3 separate regions of the Mus musculus genome follow, and regions 2 and 3 are each linked to region 1. The links are chromatin contacts, called in public promoter capture Hi-C maps. All regions are on one chromosome and are shown on one strand. The core of a region is the stretch at or near the end of the contact, and the rest is flanking DNA. Distances in the headings are between cores, read along the strand shown. Region 1 holds the start of Chchd1 (coiled-coil-helix-coiled-coil-helix domain containing 1). Region 2 holds the start of Kcnk5 (potassium channel, subfamily K, member 5). Region 3 holds the start of Gng2 (guanine nucleotide binding protein (G protein), gamma 2).

Region 1 (3,525 bases), core at 890-3,389:
TCGTGGTAGAGGTTTGTAATAGTCTTTTATTTACTACCAGAGTATGGCTAGAACACAAGTGTTACTGTGTTTATTTTATCATCTCAGGTTTCATTTTATATAATAAACTGATTTTTCCAGTGTCTTCTACATGGTTTCTTTATTACATTTGTTTATTATGTGTATGTGTGTAGTAGCTTGTACTACCCTGTACTTGTATATATCATAAGAGTCAGTTTTCTTTCTGCCATGTGGTCTCAAGGACTAAACTCAACAGACTTAGTGGCAGCACCTCTATTCACCAAGTGAGCCATTTTGCTGGCCTGTATTTGCTTATTTTGGGGGATTGAGGTGATAAAATTGGAGACTTGTAAAAAATAATGGTAAACACTTTTCCTTTCTCATTTCATTATTTTATTTATTTTTTGTTTGTTTCATTAAGGCAGGGTCATGTTATATGGCCCTGGCTTGCCAAGTACTCATTATATGTAACTTAGGCTGGTTTCAAACTCTTTAATCTGTCTCCTGCCTCAATTTCCCAAGTGCTTGGATTGTAGGCATATGCCACGCCTGGCATAGCTATTTTTAGCATGAACAAGATACACAAAGGCTCGTCTCATTTTAAACATTTAAGAGATATTTAAAAATATTTTTCCGTGCTCGCTTTGGCAGCCTATATACTAAAACGGGGACGATACAGAGAAGATTAGCATGGCCCTTGCACAAGGATGACACGCAAATTCGTGAAGTGTTCCATAGTTTTGTAAAGTGGATAAAAAAGATTTGTTAGCAAATGCAAATTAAAGTTTGGGAAAGAAAAGAAATTTACCCATGTGTGCGTTCGAGGTGTTGGTAGAAGTAATTATGAGCCCTGCAACGTGGATGCTGGAAACCAAACAGTCCTCTGGAAGAGCTAAAAACACTCTTTAAGCACGGAGCTACCTCTCCAGACCCTGAGCTAGCTAAGATTTCAAAGTAGATGTTGGGGTACATAAGGTCACAAACAATATAAATGTGTGTGACAATAAAAAAGGTGCCTTGATGGCTGCCGGTAGGGTGTGGTAAGAGAGGGAAAACCCCTCTGATGTGAACCCAGTGTTAATCTTGGGATTCGCCAGAAAAACGAAGTCCACCATTTTGGGCTAAATTTAAAGCAAGCTTTATTAGATACTAAATACTGACCAAAAGATGGACTTTTTGGTCAGGCCCATTCCTGGAATTTCCCTCCTGAATTAGCTATGTGACTCCGGAAGAAAGGCATCCACGTAGGCTATCAAGGGAGAATTCCAAACATCTGAGGTAAAAAATGTCAGCAAATATACCTTGCTCTAAAGTAGACATCATATAAACTACAGGACTGCTGGATTCCGCTTCCATTAGCAGAAATGTCTTGAATTCATTTGCAAATACCAAAGAATCTATATATAGCACATCTTTTGATTCGGTTTTGTAAACAGTTAAGTCAAACACTCAAGTCCAACAAATCACAACTGGAGGTCTATAAAAAGAAGTGATATAGTTGCTCTAATATTAAATGTTGTGTATGTCACACGTAAATGTTACAACGTTCACCCTACTGTGCGATCATTCCAAACGAGTAAACAGTATCTACCTAGCAGTCCATGTAAGAGTTGTAAAAAGCAACCATTTTATTATTTTGGTTTTTCTGCTACAGAGTTTCTCTGTGTAGCCCTGGCAGTCCTGGAGACCAGGCTGGCCTCAAACTCAGATCCGCCTGCCTCCCCGCCTCCCCGCCTCCCCACCTCCCCAGTGCCGGGATTTAAAGGCGAGCGTCACCACCGCCTGGCAAAAGGAATCATCATTCTCACAGACTTGTTAAAACAAAAGTCCTTTGCAATCCAAAATCCTTAACTCCAGCCCCACGGGATCCAACGCCTTCCCCTGGCCGCCACGGACGCGGCACTCACGTGGTGCCCACACGCAGACACCGACTCACAAATAAGTGGCAGCCGCGGACACGGGGCCCCTGAATCCTGCCGGGTCCCGAGCACGCAAAGGGCGCGCACAACCTATAGCATCCTAACCTGCTGTCGGCTGCCGGCCCGACGGGGTTCGAATCCAGTGTCACCGTGAGGCCAAGACCCGGAAAGTGCGCGCACAGCTGCCCGTTGTCCGCACGCCAAGCGCGTAGAGGTCAAGAGGGGTCACGCACGGCGCCGCGGAGCCTACTGGGAACGCTGTGCAAAATGGCGACGCCCAGTCTACGCGGCCGCCTGGCGCGGTTTGCGAACCCGGGAAAACCTATACTGAAACCCAACAAGCCTCTTATCTTAGCTAACCGCGTCGGGAACCGACGTAGAGAAAAGGGAGGTGAGCACTTGGAGCGGGGGCGGCTAGGTAATCTCGGGGGAGAGGTGTTAGGTCGCCCTGTGGCTGAAGGTCTCCCAGTTCTTCCCCTCCAGAGGCAACCTGTATCACGGAGATGTCGATGATGATGGCTTGCTGGAAGCAGAATGAATTCCGCGACGAGGCGTGCAGGAAAGAGATCCAGGACTTCTTCGATTGTTCTTCCAGGGCTCAGGTGATGTCTGGCTCCTAGCGTGCCTTCTTGGGAAAAGAAAGGGGAATACAAAGAAATGGTTCAAGCCGGGCGTGGTGGCGCACGCCTTTAATCCCAGCACTTGGGAGGCAGAGGCAGGTGGATTTCTGAGTTCGAGGCCAGCCTGGTCTACAAAGTGAGTGCCAGGACAGCCAGGGCTACACAGAGAAACCCTGTCTCGAAAAACCAAAAAAAAAAAACCAAACGCAAAGAAATGGTTCACACCGCCCTGTGTTAAATTATGTACAGAGTCTCCCATTCATCTGTGACTGGCTCACCCTCACCAAAGTGAGAAAAAGCTAAGTTTTGTCATAGGTTGATCTTCACTAATTTGCTAGCCAGAATAGTAGTTTGAGATGATAACAATCATTTGTACATCCCCAATCCCTTTAAATCCCCTTTTTGTTCCTTTGGGTTTTTTGTTTGTTTGTTTGGGGTGTGTGTGTGTGTGTGTGTGTGTGTATGTGTGTAAGTGCTTGCGTGCTTGAAAATGCAGGGACACATCTGTGGGCACCAGTGCTGTGTGGTGGCCTGAGGTAAACGTCTGGAATTTTCCTCCATTCCTCTTCCACTTTATTCCTTGAGGCAGGGTCTCTTGGGGTTTGGAATATTATAAAAATTATGGGTCTAGGTCAGAATAAGCTAAAGAACTGTGACTTTGTTTTTTGTTTTCTGTTTTCTGTTGTGTTTTCAGGAAGCCAGGAAGATGAGATCAATCCAGGAGTCTCTGGGACAGTCCGAGAGTTTATCTCCCCACAAGATGACCAAGTTGTTACAGAGATTTCCCAACAAATCTCATCTCATCTGAAAATGGAGAAATATTTTCAATGAACTCTCATTTCCAAAAGCTATACAGAGAGGCACGTTTGGGAGGTTTGCGGTTTGCATTTGCATTGCTACGAGTTTTTGAAGGGTAAAATGAGGCAAAATACTTAATTTTGCTCTTTTGAATGAATCGTATTCTGGATGCTGTCTTGAAATAAAAT
Region 2 (3,609 bases), core at 560-3,059, 520 kb before region 1:
ATAGGGGACAGGTCTACTCAAAAGCAACAACACACCTAGTGGTGTAAACCTGCTGAGGGCAACTCTCTGATGAGCCCATGATCTCTCGGGCACCTAAAATGTTTCTGTGAATGTCCATCTGAAATTAGGAGGTAGTACCAATAGGATGTGTTTAGGTTTTCTCAGTTGTCAATGGTACAATAGTTCAGGGCAGGACAAGGATGAAGACAGGTTTGTTCCCATTTGACAAAACAGGTAAATGAGGCTGGAAAGTGAGAGGCATGAGACAAGTGGAAAGAAGTGGGGGCTGATGTCGATCAGATCTATAATGATTTGAACAGTCTACCCCTGCTCCAGTTTAATCCTACCATTATTGTTAGAAGGCCAGGAACAGGATGGATGGATGCTTGGGGCTGAGCCCTCAAGAAACAGAGAAGAACCTCTGACCCTAAGTTGGCTCAAGGTTCCAGTTGAGATGGTCAGCCAAGTTTACCATGGTGAGGTCAATGGTCTACTGGGTGTGTGCATTCTCAGATAAGTGACTCCACAAGCTAACATCAGGGAAACATCCCCTCACCCACACTATCCTCGCTCCCTAAAAGGGCACTACCTGAATTTGGGTGTTCGTTTGTGCAACCTGCTGTTTTGACAAAGCTTAATTCCGAGTCCTTGAGGGATGGCTCAGCTTGCTAAGACTTCATGGAAGCCTGGGACCGTCCCGAACATTCCAGCCACAGACCTTCCTCCGAGGCACTTAGGATATGTCCGAGCTCCCTGCCCCACTCAAAGTGCAGCAACTGGCGGGTGTGTTTTTGCTCACACCAGGTCTGGGGGCCCTCTGCTGTATTCAAGTTTAGAAAGGTCGAGCGGGCGCGGCAACGGCCCTGGAGCGGGAGGTGGTGACGCGAGGGGTGGCACCCGGCTCTGCTCCCGGACTCCGGGAGCGTCTCCAAGGAAAGATAAACTCCTTTATCCGCCCCACAGCCTCCCTCCAAAGAGGGAGGCACCCGCACACCCACACTAAGCCACCGCGGGGCCCAGTTCATCCTGGAGTCAACCCCAAGTTCTCTCGGAACTTACTAGGTACTGACCAAGTCTGCGCGCGTGGGGGAATCTCCCTGTCCCTAGACGAAAGACACAGATCTTTGCGACCTGACACCTGATGAGGCATTTTCTCCCGCCACCCAGGGACTTCTGGTTGGGACTGGGGGGTGGGGGGTCGTCTTAAACTGTAGGAGGGAGTATCCCCTTCAATACCGCTATAGTCCCAACAGCTTCAGATGCATGTGGAGGATTCTGGCGACCGACGGCTCACCTGTAGGATCTTGTCCAGTCCCTCCTGACTCAGGCACGGAAACTCCTTGAGTAGATGCAGTTTCTGTGTATAGTAGTTTTTCTTGGCCTCCTTCCAGTGTGGCTCCTCCAGCACTTCGAAGATCGCTGCCCCGATGGCCAGGTAGAATATGATGGCCGAGGTGAGTAAAGGACCCCGGTCCACCATGACTCTGGAATGGCCACCTCCTGGAGAAAGAGTCCCCTAATTCCAGCAGCTCCGGGTTCACTCGTCCTGCAGCCCTGGACACAGCTGTTTGAATTTGGAGCTCCGCATGCGCAGTGCCCGGTACCCCCGCGCGCCGCTCCCGGGACAGTTGCTTGGCCAAGTTGGCTCCCTGAACGCGGGGAACTGCGTGGATCACGTTCTCACAGGCCAGGGTGAGCGCACATCAAAAGGGGGTTGGGGCCACCCCAATCTCTCGATCCTGAAGGGTAGGGTGAAACTCAGGACCCACACCAGCAGACACGTGTGCCGCCTCTGCGCGCGCGACAGTACGCCCAGCGCGCCTCCGCAGGGCTCTTTAAGCAGCTCTCAGCCCGCCCGCTCGCGCCAGACCCTGAAAGGGGTGGAGTCCATTCGGAACCCGCCCCTGGCCCCGCCCAGCGCGCCTGAAGTCATTACACCAAACACCGGGTTCTCCAAGCTCCAGGCCAAGGCTTCATGGCCCCACCAGACTTCCAGGAGCCACACAGTCGCGGGATTTGCGGTCTGCGGGACTCCAGTTGCGTATTAGAAATCGATATAATTCGCTAAAACGGTCATGCACCTTACTGCTGAGGTCAGAAATACATTGCCAGTGTTACTATCACATCCAGATGTTTCCCCAATTATTCCTGGGGCTCACACACTTACTTATCTGACCCGAGTAAGGAGATTGGATCTGAATTAGGATTACTGGGAATTAATCCCAACCACAAATGGGTGAAGAACCCATCCCAGGTCATCTGTGTTCGCGACACTTCTGAGAGAGGCGACAGACAGCCACACCCACATTACAAGGACCTCTTCCTTACTCCCAAGCCTGCTTAAAATTACAACACCACTTCCCCCTTACCCACCCCAGCTGGAATATCTACTGGAGAGACTAGAAATGCTTTCCACTCGGTGATGCATTTATCCACAGGCCTGTTAATAGCGATAAACACTCAGACCAGGTGTGGTGGTAGTGTGCACATTTAGTCCCAACTAGAGAGGTATACCAACTTTGTCTACATAGGGAGTTCTAGGCCAGCCAGGCTACACAGTAAAACCTTCTCTCAAAAATAAACAAATACTTGATAATAGGCAGAAGATGTGAATACATCTGTCAAAACTCGTCTGAGTTACTCCTCACTCTGCTTGCTTCTCTGAGCATTTATAAACCCTGGGCAGACGACATGTTTTTGTATCGTAATCGGGGGTTTGTCGTTAGATCTACTTTCCAGGAAAGAAATGGAAGCTAGGCAGAGCCATTTGGGCAGCCTCCACTGTCTCAAGTCAGGGGTGCTGACTTGTGTGCCAGAGCCACAGCCTGCCCCTGACCTCTGTGGCAGCAGATGCAACAGAGGCCAGAGTCCCTGGCACTACCCCCTCCCCAGGGCCTTTTCCTTCTGTGGGTGATTAATCGTCACAGGCCGAGAGTTGCAAGAAGGTTGTCTGTGGCTCTTGAAATCTTGCTGCATCTGCAGAGCTAAGGATGGCTCCACACTGCTGATCAGTCAATCATTTAGATAGGGTCTCCCTGTGTAGCTCTGGTTATCCTGGACCTCGCTATGTAAACCAAGCTGACTTTGAACTCACAAAGATCCACTCCCTACACTTCCCAAGTGCTGGAATTAAAGACATGGCCACCACCTCTGGCCTTCAATTGTTTGTAGCTCTTGTTTGAAGATTGTGAACATGCCCTGAGGGAGAAGTCTGAGCAGGAAACCGAGAAAACTCAGGTTTCTAGGGCAGGAGAGATGGCTTGTCAGTTAAGAGACTGACAGCCCTGTCTCGAAAAACCAAAAAAAAAAAAAAAAAAAAAAACAGAGAGAGACTGACAGCTATTACAGAGGACAGAGTCTCATTTTCCCTGTAACTCCAGTTCCAGAGTATCCAATGCCTCTTCTGAGCTCTGTGAGCACACACACACACACATAATATATGTATATATGAAAATTCAGGCTTTCTAACTTTGTGTCCCAGTGCCTGCTTCCTTCCTCAGGGTACTTCCATACAAGGCTTGCCCTGGGCCAGGCCGCAGGATGATGCTTTTCCACTACACAGCAGCAGGCCTCGTTGCCTGCCCTAAACAGATTTTTCTCTACCTTTCT
Region 3 (3,701 bases), core at 51-2,550, 730 kb before region 1:
TTCTTATGCTTAACTACACTTTTGTTGAAGATTTTTTAAAAATTATGACACAGTTTATTAAACTGTTTATCCTACATGTTCTGCCAAAAAAGCCCATAATCTCAGTTCAAGCCTGTTAGACCTCTTTATTGTACTTTTATATATATCACTCATAAACGCAAACCAGTTACTATCCCAGACTCATTATCAGCATCCAGTGCTTAAGAAAATTTACAGAATAAAAACTGTGTTCTGATTGTATTAACTCAGTGTACAGCATACACAGACAAGGAAACAAACCAGCTCACTTCGATATTATCTCTGTCTAGAATTAACAATCGTTTTGATCTAGAGATGGATAAAATTCATACAGGCATAAAATCCATTTACACACCGGTATCCGATTTTCAGCAAGTTATAGGCCGGCCATGGTCCTTTAAATAAGGATGCAACTTTAGGGTAAGACCTACTAACAAATGGTAGCAGCAAGGAGAGGAAGACACTAGTTCCTTAGAGGTAAATACTGGCCCCTCGCTCTCGAAATGCGAGCCTTTGTTGGTAAAAATCTATGTACAAAAGAACCCAACATCCTCACAGCCAAACCACAGCCATAATGTTGCAAAGAGACGGCTCACCGAAATACATACGTATATGAGTGTGCTTAACATCTTTCACCACTTACACCCCAAAACAAGGGTCTGCCACGCTCGGGTGCCCAGACTGCAGCTTCGCACCCCAGCTGACTGCAACTCAGCCCTGTCGGTCTGCTGAGCCAGCTAAACAAACCACTTCTTACATTCAGCTTGTTTTCCTAAACACTGAGGGTGGTTCCCCACACCCTGAACAAAATGTGTCACAAATCTGACCATCGTTCTCGAAAAAAAAAAAAAAAATTAAAATCCCATCTTAATCATTTCCCCCAAGCCTGAATCAATGTTCCTCGCTTCCCTAAGAAATCCACCCCAAAACCCACAAGCATGGTCACTTCATCTCAATTCAAAAGGAGCTACATGGAAAACGTGTCCTTTACCTTGCTTGGCTCCGGAGGCTTGGTTAGAGAGCAGCTTCCCCTGGCGGAGCAGATGGGTGGTGAGGTCGGCCCGCCCAGCCCAAGCCCAGCCCAGCCCAGCCCAGCCCAGCCCAGCCCAGCCCAGTCAGCCCAGCCCAGCGCAGCGAAGCCCTGCCCAGCCCAGCCCAGCCGTAGTAGGAGTTGCCCACCGAGAGGCGTCGTGTGTCTGTCTGTATAGCAGCCCCTGAAGCCCAAGCCTGAGTCCCCACCCAGCTTTGTCTTCAATCCTCATTCCTACAGGAAGCAGCTCATCTCCCACTTCCTCCTCTCTTAGTATCGGGTAGCAAGCCAGCTTTCTCGTTTGCTTCTCCCACCACTTCAGGGCTTCCTCTAAGTGGCTTTGTCTGCTGCTGATGCTAATTTGGCTCTAATCCCCTGGACCCCTTTTTTCCAGCGCCCTTCCATCCCCACTGCACTGTCTTCTCAGTCCTTTTCTTATCTCCCAGCGCTCATCTCCCAACAGTGTCCACACAGTGCCTCAGTGGGTTTCCTCAACACCCAAACTGCTTTCTCATTCTGAACTGAAGCTACTGTATTTATTGGGCCGGCGTAGACTCTGGTCCTGAGATCCGGGGCCAGCCAGCAGCGCCTTCTAATTTACGGCCTATCTGCATTCCCAAGCAGCTTGCAGCCTCTTGCTGCCGAGTTTTTCCTCTGTGGCCAGCCAACCTTTCCGGAGCTTCATTCCCCCAAGGTCTCCCTACCACTGAGATTTTATTTAACCCATATGCTTAGAAAATAATGGCACCCGCAGGACTTCTGGGACGTGTGAGCTAAGCCAAGTCCTGCAATGCTGAGGTAGATCTAGCAGTGAGAACAGTCCGAGGAGAGTGTGAATGAAGGGAGGGGTGTGGTCTGAGTGGCCCGGATTCCCAGTCCAGCCATAGATCCCCTCCTCTACCACCCACCTAATATTGGTAGGGCTGAGGGGCCTCTTTTGCCCTTTGTTTCAGACAATAGGATAGTGTCATGAATAAAGAGAACCATTGTCAGTCTGTCCTCCAGAGTTAAAATCTGAGCTGTCATTCCTGCCTGTAAACTTAGACAAATGACTTAATGTCTATATGCCTCAGTTTCCCCACTTGCAAAAATCATACCATATTTCACAGTGGAAAAATCTGAGAAGGAAGTAAGACCAGACAGATACGTGGTGCTTCAAATAGTTCCCAGAGCAGAGAAAATACTCAATTACATACTATCGGTTATTATTTACAAGAGACTGAAACTCAGGTGACAAGTGGCTCGGACAGTCAACAGCCGGTCGGACACCAGTGTTTGTTCCCCTGGCTTCCCCCAGTTATGTTCACAGCTGAGCCCTGATGCTTGTGGCAACAATTTACCCCAGGTTTGAGTTATTCTTTCTCTGGATTAAGGAAGCACTTTGGGGGAAGGTACATTTTAAACACCAGCAGGGCAGCGAGGAGGGAATCCTTGCTCCTGAAGGGAGGTGATGCATGGTAGTCATAGCTGCAGTTTCAGTACTGTAGCCTGAGACAACAGAATCACTTTGAGCTCAAAGCTCCTCTGAGTTACATGGTGAGACCCTGTCTCAAATGTAATTAATAAATAAATCCATCCTCTCTCAGAAGCCAGGCCTAGAAAGCTAACCTTCTCAAGCATTAGAAGCAATCTGCTACTGTATTTTGAAGGCCCTGTCCTACCTTCACTCACCAGGAGGGAATCTGACAGGAAAATCTAGATTGATGCAGGCTCATCAGCTGTGCCTTCCTCGCACACCCTGGGGACTACCGAATGTCATTCTGGCAGGCGCAAAAGTTACTCTCAGTGAGTGTTCTCAAACAATCCCAAGATTCCTTTTGTTTTGATTTCAAGTTCCATGAAGTTTCTCAGAAATCTTTTTTTATTGTAAGAGACCAGAAATGTCCAACATAAAGTATATATACATACATATATATAAAATAGTGTGTGTGTGTGTAATGCTAAGCCTAAGGGGGGGGGGAGGTCTCAAAAGTTTGGGGAAATTATAAAAACAAGACTTTGGTCAATTTTAAACCAAATTTTAAATCTTTACTTTTAATCCAGCTAAGAGACTCTCCTTCCCTCCCTCCCTTTCTCCCTCCCTCCCTCCCTCACTCCTCTCCATGAGAAAGGGGTTGGTATTTCTATTAAGTTTTTATTTAGAAAAAAATCTTTTAAACAAGAAATCACTAGGAATTTGTGCCTGCCTCCTAACGTATCCCCTCTACTCTGGTCATAAACCTCCCAGGAGATTCATCTGCCGGGCTCCAGGAGAGACCGACCAAACTCCTCAAACTAAAAACCCAGATTTTAAGATGTCCCCTTCCTGTCATTAGCCTCATTGATTTCTGTCCCAGCAGCTTCTTCTTTCAGGAGGCAAGAGTCACGTGTGGGTGTGTAGCTCCTCCAGGGGAAGAGATTAATCCAGCTTAGAGTTGGAACACAAGCATACGAGGCCCTGACACCCGGCCTACAATGTACCCATTTCATAGGGGAAAAGGTGAGCCTCTTACTTATGTGAAATGCTTGTGCAATCAATTGTCAGATGAAAGCTACTTTACATACATTCCATTGACTCAGAGATAAAAATCTGAAAACATTCACCACTGTTCTCATTTGCAGAAAGTAATACCCTGCTGTATGTCTTACATTTATCTGATAGTGGTGGCTGATG

Evidence for each region. Promoter capture Hi-C pulls out the DNA fragments that hold promoters and counts their contacts.
Region 2: a promoter capture Hi-C map of fetal liver shows a contact between it and region 1, with 4 times the contacts expected there. The contact joins the promoter of Kcnk5 here to the promoter of Chchd1 in region 1. A contact is called at or near these places in 3 of 39 promoter capture datasets (fetal liver, liver and pre-B cells) and 1 of 115 datasets of contacts at active chromatin or transcription factors (effector CD8 T cells).
Region 3: a contact with region 1 is called in a promoter capture Hi-C map of pre-B cells, with 2.3 times the contacts expected there. The contact joins the promoter of Gng2 here to the promoter of Chchd1 in region 1. A contact is called at or near these places in 1 of 39 promoter capture datasets (pre-B cells) and 1 of 115 datasets of contacts at active chromatin or transcription factors (effector CD8 T cells).

What each region holds. Positions count from the first base shown.
Region 1 is chr14:20,700,888-20,704,412 of GRCm38.p6, forward strand. Chchd1 (coiled-coil-helix-coiled-coil-helix domain containing 1) reads left to right here and starts at 2,140. Exons shown (of 3, transcript NM_025366.3): 1 at 2,140-2,310; 2 at 2,403-2,521; 3 at 3,234-3,525. The coding sequence starts at 2,187. The coding sequence ends at 3,347. 6230400D17Rik (RIKEN cDNA 6230400D17 gene) reads right to left here and starts at 2,212. Exons shown (of 1, transcript NR_029446.1): 1 at 1,125-2,212. It overlaps Gm25328 (a small nuclear RNA gene), which reads left to right and starts at 636; the gene lies at 636-742.
Region 2 is chr14:20,179,973-20,183,581 of GRCm38.p6, forward strand. It overlaps Kcnk5 (potassium channel, subfamily K, member 5), which reads right to left and starts at 1,810. Exons shown (of 5, transcript NM_021542.4): 1 at 1,295-1,810. The coding sequence starts at 1,480.
Region 3 is chr14:19,975,949-19,979,649 of GRCm38.p6, forward strand. Gng2 (guanine nucleotide binding protein (G protein), gamma 2) reads right to left here and starts at 1,301. Exons shown (of 4, transcript NM_010315.4): 1 at 1,010-1,301.